Linked DNA regions of Hordeum vulgare: all the other regions are linked to region 2. A link is a contact called in public Hi-C data. All regions are on one chromosome and are shown on one strand. Each heading gives the region's core, a stretch centred on a gene start, on an enhancer-like site or on the middle of the called end of the contact. The rest is flanking DNA. Distances are from core to core; before and after follow the strand shown. Region 1 has its middle 140 kb from the start of LOC123448909. Region 2 holds the start of LOC123448904 (mitochondrial succinate-fumarate transporter 1). Region 3 holds the start of LOC123448906.

What was found. Hi-C and Micro-C count contacts between places; a contact is called where the count stands out from the background.
Region 1: a Hi-C map of leaf shows a contact between it and region 2, with 4 times the contacts expected there. The contact joins the enhancer-like site here to the promoter of LOC123448904 in region 2. A contact is called at or near these places in 2 of 6 Hi-C or Micro-C datasets (leaf and seedling).
Region 3: a contact with region 2 is called in a Hi-C map of seedling, with 2.4 times the contacts expected there. The contact joins the promoter of LOC123448906 here to the promoter of LOC123448904 in region 2. A contact is called at or near these places in 3 of 6 Hi-C or Micro-C datasets (leaf and seedling) and 1 of 1 datasets of contacts at active chromatin or transcription factors (embryo).

Annotation. Positions count from the first base shown.
Region 1 is chr4H:450,373,509-450,376,208 of MorexV3_pseudomolecules_assembly, forward strand. No RefSeq gene overlaps it. Among protein-coding and RNA genes, the nearest start is that of LOC123448909, 140 kb to the left of the region's middle. Within about 2 kb of position 1,298, at least 2 of the 3 cell types and tissues checked have open chromatin away from gene starts, as enhancers often do. A contact at or near this core is called in leaf, where this site is marked.
Region 2 is chr4H:449,868,727-449,871,426 of MorexV3_pseudomolecules_assembly, forward strand. LOC123448904 (mitochondrial succinate-fumarate transporter 1) reads right to left here and starts at 1,293. Exons shown (of 2, transcript XM_045125939.1): 1 at 774-1,293. The coding sequence starts at 1,202.
Region 3 is chr4H:450,186,734-450,189,433 of MorexV3_pseudomolecules_assembly, forward strand. It overlaps LOC123448906, which reads left to right and starts at 1,434. Exons shown (of 2, transcript XM_045125940.1): 1 at 1,434-2,303; 2 at 2,418-2,692. The coding sequence starts at 1,961. The coding sequence ends at 2,638.

The DNA.
Region 1 (2,700 bases), core at 48-2,547, 500 kb after region 2:
TATCTAATTTTTTGCCATATATACAAAAAGATACAATGTGTATGAAAAAAATGTTGACCATGTATTGTAAAAATATTAAATAAGTATGAAGAAATGTTCCTGGTCTATACGAAAAAGGGAGGATCTAAAATAAGTAAAATTATGCATAGAAACATATATTTTTTAGAAAGTTGATTTTGCGTTTAAACATGTATATAAAATTTTTCCTAACGTATACAAAAAATGTACATGTTCGTGCAAAAATGTTCAGAGTGTATTGAAAAATGTTAAAAAAATGCTCACGGTGCATTGGAAAATGTTGACTATCTATTAAAAAATTAGTTATATATCAAAAAAAATGTTAGACATGGAACATAAAATGTTATGAATATATACCAAAAATGTACAATGTGTATGGAGAAAACTAGACATAAAAATATAAGTTTTCATACAGTATTAGTTATGTATTTAAAAATGTTAAACATGTATAAAAATTGAATCAAATAAAAGTAATAAAATGAAAAATGAGTAAACGGAGAAATAAAAAATGAAGAAGGAAGAAAACTGACGAAAACCAAGAAAGAAAGAAACAAAAATGAAGAAAGAAATAAAGAAAAGGAAAAAAACCAAGAAAGATACAAAGAAAATGAACAAAAAAAGATGACTACCTCAACCAAAAAAACATGTGGAAAATGAAGAAAAACAGAAAAATGAAGAAAACCGTTGAAGGAACAGAGAAGGCAGAAATGAAAACTAAAATAAAACGAAAATAAGAATAAAAATAAATCTGTATCAAACCTCAACCATGGAAAGTCGCCTCGCTCGTTTCACGTGAAGAACCAAATGGGCCGGCTCAGTAGCTACAAAATTGGAGAAAAGTTTCAGGCGAGACAGAAGGAGAAACCCTATTTAGCGTCAGAGGCGCCGGTTAAAGGCAAATTTTGCTAACCGGCGCCTGCAGCACTTCGCATGGCCCGGCCCGTTTAGAGATCCGATCTGTATTTTAGCCCGTGAACTTTTTTCCAAATCAATGAAATTTTCTAAAAGTCGCTGATTTATTTTTTGAAAACGGAACATTTTTGAAAGTCGGAGAACATAATTTAAAATTCGTGTTTTTTTATAAATCAGTGAACTGTTTGAAAAACTGGTGAACTTTTTTTGAAAATCAATATTTTTTCGAATTCTTTAAACTTTTAAAAAATACATAAATATATTTTGAAAATCGGTGAACTTTTTTAAGGAACAACACATTTAACATGGGCCGGCCCATGAGAAGGAGCTCTGCAGGCGTCAGTTTGCGAGACCAGCGCTTAAGGCGCTGTATAGGAGCTCCCGTCTACTCGCTGTAAATGAGATATAGGTATTTCCCTATTGTACGTCAGCCCTGACCCATCGATCAGATGCTCCGAGACTCAAATTTCCCACCACGGCAGGGGCATCTATTGCCTGTTGTGGTGGCGGGGCAGCACGTGACGGTGCTGCGCATGGATCCGACATGGAGATTGAGTCAACACATCGAGTTTTTCAGATACATTTTTTTTATATTGTTTTCTATCCATCTAATGTGATCTCATTACATCCTTTTGGATAATTCCTGGATTGTTGTCTACGATTCAATTCTATGGAGGTGCACCAGGCTGGTCGTAACGAAAGTATTATAAGTAGTATCATGCATGCCAACTACTCCCTCCGTTCCTAAATATAAGTTTTTGTAAAGATTTCACTAGTGGACTACATACGGATGTATATAGACATACTTTAGAGTATAGATTCAATCATTTTGCTCCGTATGTAGACCCTTAGTGAAATCGCTTAAAAAACTTATATTTAGGAACGGAGGGAGTAGTCATATTTGATGAGATGGCATGAAATGAAATAAAGAAAGAGATGATTGAGTATCATATTATGATACCGTATCATATTAAATATTGTGCTACTATGTGTCATGCATGACAATAAATAAACTCTTCTATGATACTAGCACATGATACTACGCATTACGGATGTAGTATCACACACTAGTATCATATGCATGATACTAGTACATGATACTCACCATTACAACCAGCCTCAGAGTTGTTTGTTGGTAAAATATTATTTTATTTCACCTGCAAAATAAACTTTTATTTTTGAGGCATTGGTATTAGTAGTATTGGTGTGGATTTATTTAGGATGAATTGGTATTAGTAAAACAGAATATACCCTCGGTTTCTATTAGATGTTGCCACTTTGATTAGTCATTTCATATGTCGAACAATTATAAGTTATGATCCTCGGTAAAACAAAAATCAACTTATGATCAATTATATGAACCTAATATACCATTCAGGATTCTATGTTTTATCTTTTATACATTACAGATTGCATAACTTGGTGCTATAGTCATTTATATATTACAGGTGCATAAGTTGGTGCTATAATCATTTATGCAAAAGGCCGCAAAATAAAATTATAAACCATTGAAGTTTGGAATACACATTCTTAGGACCAGTTCTTTTGGGTGGCTTAACAAAATAAACTACCTCTCCCTAACTTAAAAAAAGGAAGCTGTTTCCTAAATTTATTGAGCCTTTTAAATTAATTATTTCATCAATAGTTCAGAAGTCCAGCTGAATAAGGAAGGTGACTTATTAAAAAAACTAAGGAGGAGACGGCTTATTTCTATAAGCCCTCAAAAGAACATGCTAATTCTTTTGATGCCTTTCTTGGGCTTCTAAAATA
Region 2 (2,700 bases), core at 43-2,542:
ACAGCAACTAGCCGTGCCATTTGTTTCTACCTGAAATCCTGAATGCTGTTTTCAGTTTAAGCTTGTAGGTGCAGTGCTTTTAGCTTTGCAGGGTCTGGATGGTTTGTATCCAGCCCTGGGTCTGGTTGGAGTGTGTGTGATACTTCTCTAATTTCTGAATGAAATCAGGGCCCGTGGGTTCCATCCGTCAGGAAAAAAAACAGCTGATAGTACTAAAGATGCCACAACTACTCATCATTCCCGGTCAAATACAGTTAACAGCATTGTAGCGGGCAGCCGAATGCCAACAAGGACAGCATTAACACGAGTAGCAGGTGCTTCTGGGTCAAACGTATTTGACAGCATTCTATAAGCAGGGTAGGTAGACAAATGCCTCACCACTTCCTTGCGCATGTTACTAAGTAGCAGACCACAATTGGACCGCAAATCACAGAGCTTTCATGTTTTAATCCCAACGGACAGGTTGTCAGAAATGCATCAACATCATGCAGACACAAGATTGAATATTTGAATAGCTGCCGGGATCTGGTTTATGTTTTCGTTATTTACATTTATACATCAACGATGCAATTTTTACAGCGATAAAACTACACTTTAAGATCCCGGCAAGGAATCGTCTAGAGCTGTGCAGATTATATACTGCGAACAAAAGACGTGAACACATCGTACTCACGGACAGGAAGCACGAACGATCTGGGAACTCATAGCAGTAGTACCATATACTAAGTATGTATACAAGAAGTAAGAAGAAGAGGAGAGATGTGCAATCTGACCTCGAATGGGGTGACGATGACGAGGGCCTCGAGGACGCCGGCGCCGAACCCGGAGGCGAGTCGTCCCTGCGCGGAGACCTTGCCGGTGACGGGGTCCTTGAAGGCGGACTGCAGCATGGCATTGGAGCCGAGGCGGAGCGCGTACTTGAGCGTGAGGTGGGTGGCGAAGGGCGTGAGGCCCTTCCAGAGCGCCGGCACGCCCTCGGCGCGCGCGACGGTGGTGCCGCAGTGCGCGATGCCGCGGTAGGCCCCCGCGCGGTCGAGCTGCAGCCTGGTCTTGACGACGTCGATCGGCTGCAGGCAGCACGCCTCCATGACGCCGCCGAGCGACCCCGCCGCCGCCTTCACGTAGGGCGGGATCGGCGCCCTGCCTCCGCCGCCGTTGCGCGGCTCCTCGGCCCGCGGCGGCGGGGAAGGGGGCGATGCCATTCGGGTCCGATAGGCGGGCCTTAGCGGGTGGCAGGCGCGGCGGGGAAGAGGGTCTTGGATTGTTGCTCGGTTGCTCTTTTTCACCCACTTTTGTGCGGGGGATCCGAAAAGGAGCGGCGCTGGTTATATGGAATCGGCGAGAGACAGGGACGAAGAAGGGCACGTAGTTGTCCCGGGACACGTCAGCCGTCAGGGTTTGGTCTATGATGACAAAGGAAAAAAAGAACGGCCCACCGGGACCAGGGCGTTGTAGCGGAAGCGTAACTGTTGCCGCGCGTGCTTGGACCCACAGGTCAGACACCAATTCGGCAAGGAGTCTGCACCTACACGGCCCGGAGGAGTGCACGGAACAGGCTCGATTGATTTGGGGTCCGTGGGCGGCGAATCGTCGAACGGTCGCTATTTCGTCTGGTTTTTGTTTCTCTCGGCGGTAAATTTTGTGTTTTAACCTTTTGAATAAAAAATATACAGTTTTGACCTTTATTTAAAAATAATTTCAAATCTAACCTCTTTACGTGACGTCAACGTCCCTGACGTCTGGGTTGCACTGGAGACGTCAGGGACCATGTCGTCTGGTATGGGCCTACATGACTGGCTGACCTGCTGAGTTTCTGACTGGTGCTACCTCTTGAGCTTGCGTTGGTTTTTCCCTTTAAGAGAAAATGGTGATGCAGAACAGTAGCAGTAAGTATTTCCCACGGTTTAAGAAACAAAATAGCCAAATCATATTATAAAGGATAGACAATATAAATAGGAGAAAGTTCATGTAAAAATAGATATCAGATGGTCCTTTTGTGTCTATTTGGACTAGATGGCATGCATCATATGCACTTGAGGTTAGAACACATTCTTGAAAAATACCCTTTGTCGACCGACCTCTACTGACAGGTGATCTTGCTCTCGGCAACCACACACAACTACCCATAAATAGAAATGATTCAGAGGATAGCTAATGGATTCTATATTCATGGGAGATGTCATCGTCACCACTACATGAACATATGTTGTTTTTGTCACATCACCGACGAGCACCACACACACCTTATCAGAGTCGGTACCATCACCACTAGTGGGAGTTCTTTTGGCCAACGGTGTGATTGGCTCATGAGACGACGACCCATATGTTACATCCTCATGGATAGGGGGTTAATTGTACTCCAATTTAGCTGACAAGGAATGGTCAGCACTGATGGACGTTTAACAACCGCATGTCAGTGGTTACTTCACCTTTCTATAACAAAGGGCTTTTGTAGAGTTGGTCTTTGCTTGCGTGGTTGTACCTGTGAGCTATATACAAACACCTCCACCTCTGCAATAGTAGTGTGACCATGTCATTCTCCTAGGTGGATTCCTCTCTCTCTCTCCCTCTGTGTGTGTGTGTGCACGCCCGTGCGCGTGTTGTGTTGGGATCGAGATATAATGACTAGAGAGGGGTGAATAGTTCTACTAAACGATTCTACTCCAATTTGGGTTGATAGTTTTTAGTACAAGACAACTA
Region 3 (2,700 bases), core at 184-2,683, 320 kb after region 2:
GCGGCGGCGGCCCGATCTGCTCGTGCCTGGCGGCGCTGGCCCGAGCTACTGGTGCCTCACGGCGGCGGCGGCCCGATCTGCTCGTGCCTGGCGGCGGTGGCCCGAGCTGTTGGTGCCTCGCGGCAGCCCGAGCTGCTGGGGCCTCGCGGCGGCGAACGGCCGAGCTCTTGGTGCTTGGCGGCGGCCCGAGCTGCTGGTCCGTCCCACCAACCAAACGCTCAAATATAACAATTCCATTCCATCTATTGTTTCAACCAAACATATGAACGTAACCGACCCATTCTAGTGGAATGGAATGTCATGGAACCATTCCATTCCGTTCCACCTCGTTCCCCAACCAAACACACCCTTGGTGTTGCTTATGAGGGGTGTGAATACACGGGGTGCTTAACACTTTTCTAGGAGTTCGGGTGCGGCTTATATAGAGTGTGTCACGACCTACCGAGCGCCATTCTTAGGCATTAAATGAGAGTAACTACATGTGTTACTAGAATATGTTGCCTTAACTAGGGGCGTTACAGGTTACGTTAGTCTTGACAACACTTCATGTGAGATGTAAAGTCCCTTAGCTGTTGCAGTCCTTTCGTTGTCCATGCCTTGCCCAGGTCCGAATGTTGGTGTGTATCCGAATGACTGGAGGTTGGCCGAGTGACTCCATATGTCCGAGTGAAACCTGAATTGTATCGGTAGCTTTAGGACTTTAATGTTTGTATAGGGTCCTTGGTGGGCCCTGAATGGCAGGTCCATGATCCTATCCTTAATAGGTAACCCATCACCGTGAGCCAACAAAATGATATCTTAGAGGAATCAGACCTAGGGTTTCACGGGTGCTCGAAGTGGGGCGCAAAAAGGGGGCATGGCAGCGCTTCTAAGGAGGGAACGTCACTCGCAGGCGTCGCCGCTACGAGCATAGGCAAGCGAAGCAGGGATTTAGCCCCCGCCCGAGTGTGAGCAATCCCATGGCCATCGGATCATGATAAGGAGGCGTGGAAATCAAATGTTGGTCGAAACCGACACGACAAGAAGAGGAGCCGCACAGAGGCACCGACGTCGCCGGACACGCGAGCCTTGCATGTGGCGTGGGGACGAGGCAGGATGTCACTAGGGTTGGGTTGGGGAGGCGGCGAAGCATAGGAGTGTGTTGATGACGTCGACGAGCCCGAAACTGGAGAGATGTAGATCCAGATTGTCAGAGCCGTGGCTGTCACACCGGCAAGCTGGAGAATGCAGTCTACGAAGCACCGGGCCCAGAGCAGCACCGACACAGGACGACCGACGACCCGAGGGCACAGAAGAACACGGGGCCACGGCTGCCGTCCGCACCAGCAGGAGCCATCTTGGGTCTCAAACACGAGCCTTGACACCAGGTCGGCGCGCCGCAAAAAGGAGACGCCGCTCGGGAGCACCACCAAGAACCAATCGAGGCCGAAATCATGTAGCCATGACTGTAGCTCGGAGAGGACGGCCTCTGCTACGACGCCACCACAGAGGAGGTGGGAGGGCCCATGTTAGCGCCCCTGACATGCCGGCCCCACCAAGCGGCATAACGAGACGGGACGAGCGCCCACGACGCACTCCCAAACCCAACCCAAGGTCCAGCTGGCCTGAGTAGACCAAGTCAAGCTGAGGCGAGAGTACTTAAGTCCAAGCGAGGGGAAGACAGAGTATCCAGGTGAATCACGGCCAACCGGCGGCGGCATCCTTCCTTCCTCTCTCCCCTGATCCTCTTCTTTCTCCCTTGTAACCGTCTATAATCGAGACTACTCCTACAATCTGGAACATCTAATAGCTAGTTGAGAGATCCACACCGTGTACCTAACACCCAGTTTGGTATCAGAGATCCACCCGCGCGCGCTAGCGCAGTTCATCGAAACTCGCCGCGTCCGACAAGCTCGGGCTCAAATCGAGGCCATGGATCCCACCATGAAGGAGTACATGGAGAAGATCACGTCCTCCATGGATGAGTTCTGCCTCGAGCTCTGCAATAACACGGCGGCTGTCCACGCCAACACCGCCAAAATCGACGATCTGCTCTCGTGGCGGCCCGATCTGTAGCATCGGGTCGCTGATCTTGGCATTGCGGAGGCCAATCAACAACAAGGGCGCGCGTGTGCGGCTGTGGCGCTCGGTGCGGCATCCATCGGGACCCTACGTCTCAATCCCTCCATCACAGGGGGCGGTGGCCTCACCGATATCGGTCCCAGCGTGCGTGAGGTGCCTCACGGGTCTGTGGACCATGGCAACACCACTCTCCATCGGGAGCAGGTGTTGTCCGCACCCGCCAGTACCACTCCCGGACACTGGTCAGTCTCCTCTCCAGTCGTCCGTGCTCCTTCCGTCCCCCTTATCTCACACAAGTTAGTTGCTCGCTGGTCTGGGTCAAGCTCACCCTTCGGTTGCTTTTTCGCCGTTCGCAGGAGAGAACACCAAATTGTGGAAAACTCTATGTGAACAATATTTTGCTATGTTTGGAATTCACCCCTCTTTTTGGGTGCCCATGGCGTCACTCAACTTCACCGGAGCTGCAGCCATTTGGTTGCAATCGCTCCATAACTGCCTCGCGGAATTCGACTGGGAGGCATTTACTACTCTGCTCTGCACTCGTTTTGGCCGGGATAGGCACCGGTTTCTTATCTGACACTTTTAGGCTTTGTTTGTTTCATAATTCCTAGAACTTTTTTAAGTTCCAACTTATAAGTC